Regions from separate parts of the Mus musculus genome. Here regions 2 and 3 are each linked to region 1. The links are chromatin contacts, called in public HiChIP or PLAC-seq and promoter capture Hi-C maps. All regions are on one chromosome and are shown on one strand. Each heading gives the region's core, a stretch centred on a gene start, on an enhancer-like site or on the middle of the called end of the contact. The rest is flanking DNA. Distances are from core to core; before and after follow the strand shown.

Region 1 (4,371 bases), core at 1,067-3,566:
TCATGTTGGGTGATTTCTAACTTGCTGTAACTTCAGCTCCAGGGCATGAAAGCTTTTGGCTTTCATGGACATCTAAACTCATATGAGAGTATACACACTTAAAAAAAAAGTTTTCTCCCACAACCAATGTTAATAGCTGCGGTTTTCTATTCCCATAATCTCAAATGGTTCGAAGGTATGTAGTACCTATTAAACAAAATAACAGCAGTAGTTTCCCTTACTGGGGACTAGGATCTCCCCAGCCACAGGTTTTGCCCTGGAAAATAGAAGTTTTCTCCAGTGAAACAGGCTTTAAATGAAAATGGACAATCCTGGCTGTACCCATACTATGTTCGTAGCTGAACAAGAATATTGGCATCGGCTCTACCCCAGGAGCCTGCACAGCTGCTTTTGAGCACTTTGACAATGAGCTAGCACATGGAGATATCTTCCAGCTCAGGCCAAGCCTGAATTCTCCATGCTCCTGCAACGAAAGAACGTGACATCTCCAGCAACAGGAACTCTCATTTAGTTCTGGAAACAAACAAAAACAACAACAAAACCAGAAACAATTGCTTTTGTAGGGTAAGAGGGCCTCTATGGCCAGTGATACTGATAGAGGCAACACATACCTGAAACTGGGATTTTTTTTTCACTCAACAGACTGTGGCTTCTGAGAGAGCCTCGGTTTAGCAATGAAGGGCTATTTAAACACCTTCACTGCTGAGTTTTTGTTGTTCTTTAGGCTGACTTCCCAGATCAGAAATATAAACTTGAGAGAGTTAAGGTTATGTTTTTCTTTTAAACAAACAAACAAAACAAAACAACGAAACCCTAGAGGTTAGAGGTAGGCAGGATCTCTGAAGGTCCATTGCTGTCCCAACCAAATGGAAATTGATTTTAGGATTCAGCAGCTAGCTGGATTTAAAAAAAAAAAATCAAAAGGCATTCAATCAATTACTTTTATTTTTTAATCCTCCTGCTTTCTGAAGCCATCCTGGGATGCACATCAAGGCCCATGTCACATTGTTTTCTGTGTATTGTATACAGTAAAAATAAACTACAATGTGTTTAGCAAATTGTATCTTATATCTTGGGTATCCTAGGTTTGGGGCTAATATCCACTTATCAGTGAGTACATATTGTGTGAGTTCCTTTATGAATGTGTTACCTCACTCAGGATGATGCCCTCCAGGTCCATCCATTTGGCTAGGAATTTCATAAATTCATTCTTTTTAATAGCTGAGTAGTACTCCATTGTGTAGATGTACCACATTTTCTGTATCCATTCCTCTGTTGAGGGGCATCTGGGTTCTTTCCAGCTTCTGGCTATTATAAATAAGGCTGCTATGAACATAGTGGAGCATGTGTCCTTCTTACCAGTTGGGGCGTGGACACTATGCCCCCCCTTAGAATTGGGAACAAAACACCCATGGAAGGAGTTACAAAGACAAAGTTTGGAGCTGAGATGAAAGGATGGACCATGTAGAGACTGCCATATCCAGGGATCCACCCCATAATCAGCATCCAAACGCTGACACCATTGCATATACTAGCAAGATTTTATCGAAAGGACCCAGATGTAGCTGTCTCTTGTGAGACTATGCCGGGGCCTAGCAAACACAGAAGTGGATGCTCACAGTCAGATAATGGATGGATCACAGGGCTCCCAATGGAGGAGCTAGAGAAAGTACCCAAGGAGCTAAAGGGATCTGCAACCCTATATGTGGAACAACATTATGAACTAACCAGTACCCCGGAGCTCTTGACTCTAGCTGCATATGTATCAAAAGATGGCCTAGTTGGCCATCACTGGAAAGAGAGGCCCATTGGACACGCAAACTTTATATGCCCCAGTACGGGGGAACGCCAGGGCCAAAAAGGGGGAGTGGGTGGGTAGGGGAGTGGGGGTGGGTGGGTATGGGGGACTTTTGGTATAGCATTGGAAATGTAAATGAGCTAAATACCTAATAAAAAATGTAAAAAAAATAAACTACAATGATTAGTGATGTGGGCTAGGGTTCTCCTAGAGTTTTGTTTTGTTTTACTTTTTTTGGTTTTAGTCTCGCTATGTAGTCCTGGCTGTCCACATGTAGTCAGTCAGGCTGGCCTGGTACCTATGGGTACCTCGCTCCTAAACCCTAAATTCCACTTTTGTCCTGTCACATCACTTCACCCTCCTAGCAAACAAGTCTGAGGGACTGACTGAGAGAGCAGGGACAGGCTTGCTGGATTTGCAGTGCAACACGACCCGACTCAGCTTTCAGAACGCGCCTGGCCCCGGTGCCTTCTGGGAGGTGTAGTCAGAAAAGACCTCAGGCATGCCGGGAGTAGTAGTTCTCTGGGGCTTCTCCCGGTGGCGGGGCTGCTCGCGGCGTTTTGGGGGGCTCCTGGTGGAGGTGATCCTGACTGTGCTAGGAGAGAGCGTCTGGGGCCGACATCCTCGAGACTGCTCGTGCTGAGAGTGGTGGGAGCGAGCGCCGGCGTCCGTGAGTGGGGTGAAGAGGGGCGACCGGGGCGTAGCGGGCGGTGGGCTTCCCGGCGAGCCCGGCGCGGCCTGGCGACTGCTCTGCGGCCTCAGGCTCGGGGATCTTTCTGCGGGTTTGGCCCTCCACGAAGCGTGGCTGGGACCAAACTGCGGATCCAGAGGCCTGTGCATCTTCTGTAGCATCTTAGCTATGCAGATCATAAAATCAACAGCCGATACCTAGCAGTCTAATCTAACTTAATGAATTAGCGCATCTAATAGCAAGTTACAGGCCCCTTGGCCCTTCATTGTGCCTATGGTGCAGAAGAAGAAACCAAGGCACATTGTGGCCCGAGAGTTCTCTGAGTCTTGATCGGAGCCTTAGACTGAAAGCAGAATTTCCTTCCCATTTGTGATGCTTGCTGTCTTGTCACTTTGGGCAGGCTGTGAACCTCCTGGCTGTCCACCTCAGCCACGTCGACAGCACAGCCCCACCTCTGCTGCACAGAGGACTGGTTCCAGGAATTCCCAAACAGCCAACACTTAAGTTCTTGCGGTAGACAGACACAGCATTTGCAGAGAGCTTGGACACATTATCCTTTGTACTTTAAATCAGTCCTGCCCAACCTTTTGACATTGCCACGAATCTTGTACAAGGTGCTAAAGGGTCTGTAGGTGGGTGTGGAGGGATCAGTGTAAGAAAGAAGAAGAGTGATTAATATACAGAAGGGATGTAGTTTTGGCAGGTTGGCTTTGTCAGTGTTCCTGTCATTTGGTACCATTATGGGTGGGTTTTAAAACTTAATTTATTTTCATGTGTGTATGTTTGTGTCTGTTTGTGTGTCTGTGCCCATGAGCACACAGTACCTAAGGAAGCCAGAGAGGATGTTGGATCCCCTGTAGTTACAAGTAGCTGTGGATAGCCCAATGTGGGTGCTGATAATCAAACTTCTTTGCGAACAAGGGAAGTGCTTTTAATCACACAGCCACTTCTCCAGACCCCTTTGTGGGTGGCTTTACCCTCCTGGCTCCAAGCCTTCCCTTTGTACCAGAATTCCTTACTACACCTTTTTTTTTTTTTTCTTCCCAGGCATATTTGGTCAGCACTCGGCTCTCCTTTGGCAGAAAAACTAAGAAGGGAAATGGCTGTGGATTTGCTGGCTGCCCGAGGCACAGTAAGTGAAGCTTGTCTTTGCATAAATTGCTTTCTGACTCAGATGTGGATGTGTTTCCATTTTCTGCCCCTGCCAATTTTTTCCCTTGCAAAATTAGCATTTAACAGGGGTATGCAAACTCCAGTTTGAAGCTGACCTGCAAAGAAAAGATACAAAAGCCTCCCTCCTCACACTTATCAAAGGATTCTGCCAGGCCCAGCACAGATGATAGCCACCACCTCATAAGACCTCCCAGGTGCTTTCTTTTTTTATACAGGGAGTCCTTCAGATGGAGTGCCTACCCCATTGTGTTAGCCAAAGACAGAGCTGTGAAGGTCTCCCTACCATTGGATCTCTCCTCTGGCTCAATCCCAGAATTCTCTCTTCTCCCTCATGTCCCATTTCCTAATTTCCTGCCTAAACCAAAGGCTTATTTATTATTTATTTTTTAAATTATTTCTATTTTTTATTTTATGTTATTTATTATATTATATTTTATTTATTATTATTATTATTTATTATCAACAGGTACCACATCCATACAGACATAAAACATAATTTAAAATATCTTCTGTGGCCTTCAGTTGCCAGGGAAATTTGGCCCTTTCTTTTGGGTTCTTAACTTCATTAATAAAAGAACCTAGACATGTACTCAGAAGCTTGAAGAAAATGTTATTAGAGGCTGAGAAAAATAACAGTTCAGGCAAGCAGTAAGTCTTGGCAGCTGCCAGGAGGAGTGAGATAGGAACAAGAAAGGCAGGTTCAGCAACG
Region 2 (4,371 bases), core at 541-3,040, 390 kb before region 1:
TCCAAGGAAACCATAACTATTGAAAGGGAGGGGACCTGCGTAGGGTGAGATGGTCACCTAGAAAGGTGGTTAGGGGGCTGACTTTTCATCTCTCTGCTAGTCTTCTGTTGTGGAGGCTCCATTTCTAGAACGGCAACCTTTAGTGCCAGGAGAGCCATTCAATCTCATCTCCACTCTCTCTTCTGTGATCAGAGAATTTCTGTTAACTGTGCTCATGGTTTCTGGATAAACTGAAGACATGACTGCTCATGGTATGCTCAACCAGGGATTTTTCTTGTTGTAAATATGAGAGAGAGAAAACAGCCAGGGGCACCTGTGAGAGCCCAGAGCAGAGAGAATAGAGCAGATCGAGCATGTTCAGCAGACTAGATCTGGCTAGGAGAAAAACAGAGAGGAGATGAGAACCAGAGAGTGGAGCCCGGAGAGAGGGGGAACTCAGGAGAGCAGTGGAGGAGAGGGAAGAGCAGGAGGAAGGGAGAGAGGGAAGCCAAGGGCCGAAGGCATTAAGTAGCAGGATTATAAAGAGAATGAGGATCTGGACGGAACTAATCCCGCGAGTTGGGTTCTTCTTCTTTTCATTAAAAATAGATTCTTCTCTCATACACTATATCCCACCAACATTTCTCTTCCCACCATGCCTACCATCTACCCCACTCCCCTCCCCTCTGGATCCACTCCCCCTCAACATCCCTTCTTAAAAGAGCAGGCTTCCAAGAGACCACAACCAATTGTACACACAAAAAGAAAATACCATAGGACAAAGAAAAAGCCCTCAACCGAGTCTAGACAAGGCAACCTAAGAGGGGAAAAATAAATTGTCCTAAGTGCAGTCCAAAGTGTCAAAGACACACCCACTCCCACAGTTAGGAGTTCCACAAGAACAACAAGCTAACCGCCACAACATATATGCAGAGGACCGGATACAGATTTCTGTAGGTCCGGTGCTTGCTTTAGTTTCTGTAAACCATATGTGTCCTGCTTAGTTGATTTGGTGGGTCATATTCTCCTGGTGTCCTTTAGCCCCTCTGACTCCCAAGGTCTTTCCGCCACCTCTTACATGGAATTTCCGGAGCTCCGGCGGACTCCAGTTTAGACTCTCTCCACATAAAGTCTTAACTGTGGATCTCTGCATTTGCTCCCATGTACTGCTGGAGGAAGCCTCTCTGATGACAACGGGACAAGTCACTAATCTCTAATCACAGTAAAATATCATTAGGAATCATTTTTTAAAAAAAGACTAGTCGTGTTTGGTTCTACTCTAGATCTCTGGACTATTCAGTTTCCATTTTCTGGCCTTCCAAGAAGTGTCAGGCAAGGGCGCCCGCCCGCTCACGGAGTAGGTAAGCCTCAAGTTAAATCAGACATTGCTTTCTACTCTCACAAATTCAGTACCGCCATTACCCCAGCACATCTTGCAAGCAGGACACATTGTAGGTCAGAGGTTTTGTGGCGGGGCTGGCTTATTTAAGATATGGGATGAGACAGGGTCTCACCTCATAATCCTGGCTGTCCTAGATCTCGCTATGTAGACCAAGTTGGCGGGCAACTCACAGAGATTCACCTACCTCTGTCACAGGAGTGCCCGGATTAAAGGCATGCACCACCCTGTCTTGTTGGAGTGTTGTTTTGTACACTGTGTGAAGATGTGTCTCTGTCCTTCCTTGCCTGCCTAAGGCACCTTCCGATTGGTTAAAATAAAAAGCCTATGGCCTATAGCAAAAGGCAGACTAAGAATAGTAAGGTGGGACTTCCGGACAGAGAGGGGAACTCTGGGAAAGAGAGACGGGCGGGAGATTTGCTACTGTGATGCGGAGAAAGTTGGACGTATGTAACCGAGGAGGTAACTAGGCAGAACTTAGTATAAATGGGCTAATGGAGTTACGAGCTAGTTAGGAGCAAGCCTAAGCTAAGACCAAAAGTATTGTAAGTAAATATGAGCCTTTATGCCATTATTTGGGAACTGAGGTGGACATAGAGAAAGACCCACAGTTGCGTTTGGTGCTCAATGTGCGGAAGAAAATCCAAGCTTAGAGCCTGGGGAAAGTCCTGGGTGAAGGCGGCTTCCTAGCCAAAGAGCAGGGAAGAAGCAGGAGACCGCCAGAGGCCGAGTGCTTCTTTAAGAAGCCCTCACTGAGCAGAAAAACCAGATCCACTATCAGAGCCTCGGGGCAGAGAAGGTCAGAGCAGCTTTAGACAGACACCTGGGAGCCAGGCCACTCGGGGTGCATGCACATACTTAGCCACACTTAGCACACCACAGCCACCACCCACCCCATCCCCAAGGCACAGCCACACGCACAATCTGACTATGTTGCGTGGCAGGCTTCGTCTCTGCTCATAGCTTCAACAGTGGAAAGGCTGAAGTCAGCCCACACTACTCCAGTGAGAGTCTTGGTGCTAACAGAGGTCTGAGCAAGCAGCCCCGGGGGCTTACACATGTGGGCCCAGGACAGGCAGGCACCCCATCCTACACACTCTGTGAGCTACTGGCAAAGCGAACAGATCAGGTCCCTGCACTCCAAAGCCCAGAAGCCTCGGCTCTTCCAGTAAACTGTTAGACTGAGCTGAACAGGGGGTCCAACTATTCCTTGTGGGCTTAAGGGCTGGGGCGGGGCCAACAGCGGGCTTGACTGGGAGCTGAATGTCTGGAACAGGGTTACCCTCAGTGGGAGGTGCAAGCCGCCGAACAGCTCAACAGAGACAACACGCGGAAGATACCTATCTAAGCCCAGACAGAAGCCCTTGAACAGGTAAAAAAAATATTTGGAATTATGCTTCAGTGCTAAAGAAAGAAAAGAAAAAAATAATTTAAAAATTAATAAAATAAAATCTCTTTGGGAAGGAGAGAGTTAGAGATTGAAAAAGAAAAAAATTCTGTGTTAAGAAATGGAAAACACAACAACACAGGGCATCTGGATTCCATATAATTTTGATACGATCATCAGCATACAAATAATTACACTTTCAGTAATGATGGCAATTTTAGATATCCTGTTTAAGAGAGATGAAAATAAAGCAGACTTAGAGAAGGAAAGACTGAAAAATTAAAGGCTGGAATGGAGGTAATAGGAAAGAGATTGGGAAATTCCGATTCGAAATAAATGATCTTCAGAGGTAGCCAGACCAAAGCCTAGAGCCACCTTGTAACTCTAGCCCTGTTCCAGACATTCAGCTAGCTAGTCAAATTTAATGGCAGCCTATTAAATTTCTAGATAAAGAGACTTATGCCGAGTTAAGAATATAGATCTGTTTAATGATGCCATACTATAGATTATATGTTTCAGTTTGTAGAGTTTGAAGAATTACAGTATATACATATGTTAATGCATCATACAATTGATGCACACTCAGGATTTCCATATGCTTTTGCCTTAAATTCTGAGAGAAATGATTCTGAGAGTGCACATTTATTAGAGATGGTGGCCATCTTGGAAATGCCTTTACAGACTGAAGCTGATGATGCTACTGTCTATGTAGCTATTAGAATACAGCCATATTGTAGACATTATCACACAGAGCATGTCACAGGTGTATCTTACATTGCTATAGGTCAGTCAGTTATGAAAGGATCTACCTATGCTTTAAAGAACATGCTAATAGACAGAAGAGGGACATGGGCTCTTAAGCCCATGTGGTGGTTTGAATGAAAATGGCCCCCATAGGCTCATAGGGGTTGGTAGTATTGGGAGGTGTGGCCCTGTTGGAGTAGGTCTGGCCTTAGAGCAAGTGTGTCACTCAGGCATGGGCTTTGGGGTTTCAGATGCTCAAGTCAGGCCCAGTCTCTCTCTTCCTGTGCCTGGGAAACCAGATGTAGAACTCTCAGCCTCCTCTCCAGCACCATGTCTACTTGTGTACAACCATGCTTCCTTCCCATCATAATGATTATGGATTAAACCTCTGAACTGTAATCCAGCTCAAATTAAATATTTTCCTTTATAAGAATTGCCACAGTCATGGTATCTCTTCACAGCAATAAAACCCTAACTAAGACACACAGATAAACTTTTCTTCCCCTACACTATATCAGGACTGTGCTTATTGCCACATTAAGGTAACTAGCACACTGAACTGGTGATAAGACACATGGAGTTTGATGAAAATTGGTTCTAGGTTTGTGGCAGGAATGTGGAAGAGTTTGAAGGTTCATGTTAGAGAAGCCTGAGAATGTCATCAATGTCTTTCTTTATATATAATTTATTTATTTATGTATTTAATATTTATTACTTTTTTTCTGTGCATTGCTGTTTTGCCTGTCTGTATATTTGTATGAGGGTGTCAGGACCCCTGGAGCTGGAGTTACAGATGGTTGTGAACCACTATGTGGGTGCTGGAATATTAAGCCCAGGTCCTTTGGAAGAGTAGTTGGTTCTC
Region 3 (4,371 bases), core at 543-3,042, 370 kb after region 1:
AGCTTGTACCAGACTTCTTCAGTCACGAGCCTGGGTGAATCATGTCCACCTTGGCCAGGGAGCCACTTCTGTGGTGGAAAGGCCACTGTCACTAATACTAAGGAGCAAGGGCCTGATTGGTCCCAGGCTAAGAGATGAGATACTGGTGGCTGTCAAGGACCAAGGTTTAGATATCAAGCCCTGCAGGAAGACTGTAGAAGGGCTACTTGTCAACTGCTTTTGCCTTCCCACCACTGTACTTCGCTTCAAACACTAAAGAACAAGAAAGCTGCTAGAGGCTAGCTTTGTTTGTTCCTTCCTTTGTTTTGGCCTCAAACTGAAGATAACCTTGAACTTCTGATCCTCCTGCTTTTCCTTCCCAAGTATTGGGTTATAAGTATGCACCATCCCTGTGGATTTATGAGACCCTGGGATTAAACTTAGGACCCATGCGGTAGGAAAGCCCCCTACCAAATGAGCTATACACCCTTTATCCCCAAACCAGCTTTTATAGAGTTTCTTGCCTACCAACTTCTATCTAGGTAAAACAAAAAGAACCTTCAGCCAGCTTATTGGTGTCATGGAAAGGATATGAAATTACCCTTTAGAATGAGCCAGAGTCAGGGTGCTGATCGGCAGTTGGATGGAAGAGCATTAAGAAATATAGCAACATACCAGAGGCAACAGGAGGTAGCCTTGAAGAGAGAAAGAGGGAGAGGCTTCTGGTCAGAAGCTGGAGCATCATAGTTAAGAAACTGCAAGGAGGTGTGGCCTGATTTCTGGGAGAGTCTAGGACAGCAAGAGGGGCTGGGATCTAACAGTGTGTGGTCGTACACTTTGAGACTAAAACATGTTCTACTCTGTTGATTCTTTCTGTGTCCAAGAAAAACATGGCTTTGGGACTACTTCTTCAAGATTTCGGGCAGTTCTGTTCTGGCCCCACATTCTAGATGTCCCATCCACCCCTGCCTTCGCGGCCGTGTTGGTCGGGGTCCACGCCGTGCATCTTCATTTTCTGATCCACAGTCCAAGTCCCTGACCCCAAGCCTTTCCATCAATCTTGGTCATGGGATTTTTTTCCCAAGCATTACCACTGTAGATAGAGAAAGCCTGCTGTCTGCCAGAACCGACCCTGAGGGCCCAGGCCCATACAAGATGTTCCGGTACCACCGGATTACAAAGAGCAGACACAAGCCTGCTTGCTGCCTGCAAACAGCAAGAACTTGCTAGAAAAGCACACTGTAGACTTGGACCTAACTTTTACATCTTTATCTGTTTGAAATCTGAACTCCCTCGCCACCACCACCACCACCACCCCACCCCCCGAATTCCTAGTGATCCTTGAATAAAAAGAGTCCTCACTAAAAAAAAAAAAAAAAAAAAAAAAAAAAAAAATATTGGGCAGTGATTAAACTGATATTGTTGGACTTCAGGGAGTCGTCAACATCTTCGTGAGTTCCTTAAATAAAGAGATCAAACATTGACTCAAACGCTGATGGCCAGCCCTTGAATTGCGCCTGCTAGTGTCAAGGGCACTGCGAAGAGAACCCTGGGGACGCGGGGTGGGGGCGAGCCTCTCTGTGCTGGGGAGCCTGACTGTGGAACGCCTCCTTTTTGTAGGCACCTCTGCCTTTTACGCCAGCCTTGCCTCTGGTACTTTTCCATCCTTGCCTTCTGAATCGCTGCCATTCGGTCCGCTCCCCAGATAAAGTCACATGGAACTTTTTAAAGTTCTCTCACACAGAGCTCAGACTCATAAAGACAGTAACCAGAGCTCCAGGAACTAAAGAAAAGCGGAAAGGGGAGCCTAGGCCTCCTCGTTACCGCGGCTGCCAGGAGCCGAGCAGGTGAGCCTGCGCCAGCCACCTGGCTGTGCATCCCCACATGTCCCCAGCGGCCTACTGCCATGGAAACCGCACATAGCATCTCCTGCCGCTCACACCCTCCAGAAGCCAGACAACCGGGTTTGGCAAGGCCACAGGGTGGGTAGAAAAGACAAAACAAAAAACTAAACTAGCTAAGCCTTCTCTGCTCCAGGCTGACACCTCCTCCTCCTCCTGGCGTCTTGGACAAGACAGCCCCACTAATGACTTCCTCCCCTTGGAAAGTGGAAAGTCAGATCTCTTGCTTGGGAGGCTCTGAGGCACCAGCAGCCCTGTAATCTGTCTCAGTTACGACGCATTTGAATAACAATGATAAGGACTGCTCCGAAGGGACAAAGTGGGAAAGTGGCCTCCCAACCTTTCCAGCCTGGAAACTGAATTGCGAAGTTTCACCCCCACCACACACCCCGCCCCTTCATGGAAAACACGATTGCTAAATAGGCCAAATAGCGATCTCTCCACAGCACCCAGCAGGAAGTTAAGAATTAAAAGTTAGAATATCGGTCCTCTCTTCCATGCCCTGCACAGGTTCCAGGAATGAAATCCTCCTGGTAACTATCTCCCTCCTCCTCTTCCTCCTCTTGCTCCTGCTCCTCCTCTTGCTCCTCCTCCTCCTCCTCCTCCTCCTCCTCCTCCTCTTCCTCCTCAATGGGGACCCAGGCGGTGGGAGACAAAGCACAGCAGCACCTCAAATCCCAGCACCCGGAAACTCACTTGTATATGAGAACAAGTGAAACCTGGTCTTCATGGTTCTGGGATAGTCGGAGGCTGCATAGTGAGACCTTTTCTCACAGCACATCTGCGTGCACACTCAGACACGAAATACACTCGGTGAATGACAGCCCAAGTTCTTCACAATCTGTCCCTGATCCTGAACCCTCCCAATCACCAACAGCTTGAACCTGAATCCCCACCGGCTTGCCTGTCCATCATTCTTTAAACAGTCTGGGCTCCCTTCAAGATTCTTCATTCCAGCCAGACACTCGGGAGACAGAGACAGAAGGAGTAGGAGCTAGAGGCCAGCTTCTGCCATATAGTGAGTTGGAGGCCAGCCTCAGCAACATGAGATCCTGTCTCAAAAAACAACATTAAATAAAGCTTCCTCATTCAAAATACCATAAATCAAGTCTAACAGGACATCTCAGTGTGACTTGCGTAAATAGAAGCTTTGATAATACCCTGAAGCAAACCCCATGTCGCAAGGGAAAGGTGTGAGGGCGTAGGACTTGATAGCTAGAAAACAAGGAAGAATTAGAAATATTCTTGCCAAAGAGACTCTCAGTCATTGATGGGAGAAGATGGGATGATATAAACCCCAACAGAGGGACAGCCAGCAAAGTCTGCAAGATAAGGGATGCAAACGCCCTGAGATGCAGCAGTCCCACTACTGAAATCAAATCTATAAAGACAAATCCACACAGACAAATGGCAGATACGCAAGTTTATTCTCTGGGCCATTTGCTGGAATGGCAGACATTTGAAACCCCCACTACTTGCTAACCATAGTGTAACCATCCACAATAGTGAGGTATTCAGATCTGCCAGTCAGCTAGTGAGCTCCAGCATACATTGGTAAAGGTATGGCACGCCACCTTTTTAAGGCAGGTATGCCGAAACACATTCATATGCAAGTGCATGAAGAAACACTCGATGGGCTAGGGCTAGCTCAGTTGGTAGAGTTAAGTTACACGCACAAAACTCTGGGTTCCGATCCTCAGCACTGCATAAAACAAAGCCCAAAAACACATGCCTGGAATCCCAGCACTCAGGAGGCGGAGGCAGGAGGATCAGAAGAAGCTCAAGGTCATGCCCAGTTACAGAGCAAGTTCAAGGCCAGCCTGGACTACAGGAGAGCGTTTCTCAAAAAAAAATTTATTTTAGTTAATTAATTTTAAAAATAAAGACAAACTAGAAATATAACCAAGAATCTAATAAAGACTGTTATCTAGAGGGTCAGGGTTGTAACTCACTATTGCCCAGTATGTGCAAGGCACCGCAAGAAAACAGAGTTGGGAGAGAATTGCTAAGAGTGCCTTTCTCCTATACTATTTTGATTGCTGAATCATATAATGTTCGACTTCCACTGGGAAGCTAGACAAAGTTTTTTTTAAAAGCATTTTAGTTACACACGTGTAAAACATTTTTTAACTCAGTCACCTTCCTAAAGACATACAAAGTTGGGACTTGGTAGATATGTTCTACAGAAGCTATGTTCTCTTTTCCCCCTAGGAAACTTCCTGAAGGGACAGCATCCTGTATCACTCACCTTTGGGTCACTCGACTGAACAATAGATAACTGCACAATAGATATTCACCAAATATTGACTGACTAGACACGTGGTGTTTTGTGGAGACTGACAGGCACAGCTAAAGATGCCAAATTAGGCGCCAGAGCGCATGACAGGGGCTGTTCACTTTATTTAACAAGAGTCACCATAGAGATGAGAGTAAGACAGTGGGAGAGATGACGGTTGCTAACAGCAGCAGCCTGAGCCTGGTGAGCCCCCGG

What was found. Promoter capture Hi-C pulls out the DNA fragments that hold promoters and counts their contacts. HiChIP or PLAC-seq counts read pairs in DNA pulled down with a chosen protein or histone mark.
Region 2: a contact with region 1 is called in a promoter capture Hi-C map of embryonic stem cells, with 3 times the contacts expected there. The contact joins the promoter of Platr20 here to the promoter of Zfp354c in region 1. A contact is called at or near these places in 5 of 39 promoter capture datasets (embryonic stem cells, hippocampal neurons, liver and 1 more) and 2 of 115 datasets of contacts at active chromatin or transcription factors (both in embryonic stem cells).
Region 3: a contact with region 1 is called in an H3K27ac HiChIP or PLAC-seq map of embryonic stem cells, with 5 read pairs. The contact joins the enhancer-like site here to the promoter of Zfp354c in region 1. A contact is called at or near these places in 5 of 39 promoter capture datasets (the 3T3-L1 cell line, cranial neural crest, embryonic stem cells and 1 more), 1 of 15 datasets of contacts at CTCF or cohesin (the NIH/3T3 cell line), 1 of 484 Hi-C or Micro-C datasets (cerebral cortex) and 9 of 115 datasets of contacts at active chromatin or transcription factors (the NIH/3T3 cell line, craniofacial prominence, embryonic forebrain and 5 more).

Annotation. Positions count from the first base shown.
Region 1 is chr11:50,825,676-50,830,046 of GRCm38.p6, reverse strand. Zfp354c (zinc finger protein 354C) reads left to right here and starts at 2,316. Exons shown (of 5, transcript NM_013922.4): 1 at 2,316-2,468; 2 at 3,537-3,621. The coding sequence starts at 3,589. It also overlaps a transcript of Zfp879 not described here.
Region 2 is chr11:51,217,837-51,222,207 of GRCm38.p6, reverse strand. Platr20 (pluripotency associated transcript 20) reads left to right here and starts at 1,790. Exons shown (of 5, transcript NR_110444.1): 1 at 1,790-1,840; 2 at 2,655-2,750. Gm12569 (predicted gene 12569) reads right to left here and starts at 1,637. Exons shown (of 6, transcript NM_001378502.1): 1 at 1,566-1,637.
Region 3 is chr11:50,455,047-50,459,417 of GRCm38.p6, reverse strand. No RefSeq gene overlaps it. Among named protein-coding and RNA genes, the nearest start is that of Rufy1, 26 kb to the right of the region's middle. Within about 2 kb of position 1,792, at least 60 of the 459 cell types and tissues checked have an H3K27ac peak or open chromatin away from gene starts, as enhancers often do. A contact at or near this core is called in cerebral cortex, craniofacial prominence, embryonic limb bud and 2 more, where this site is marked.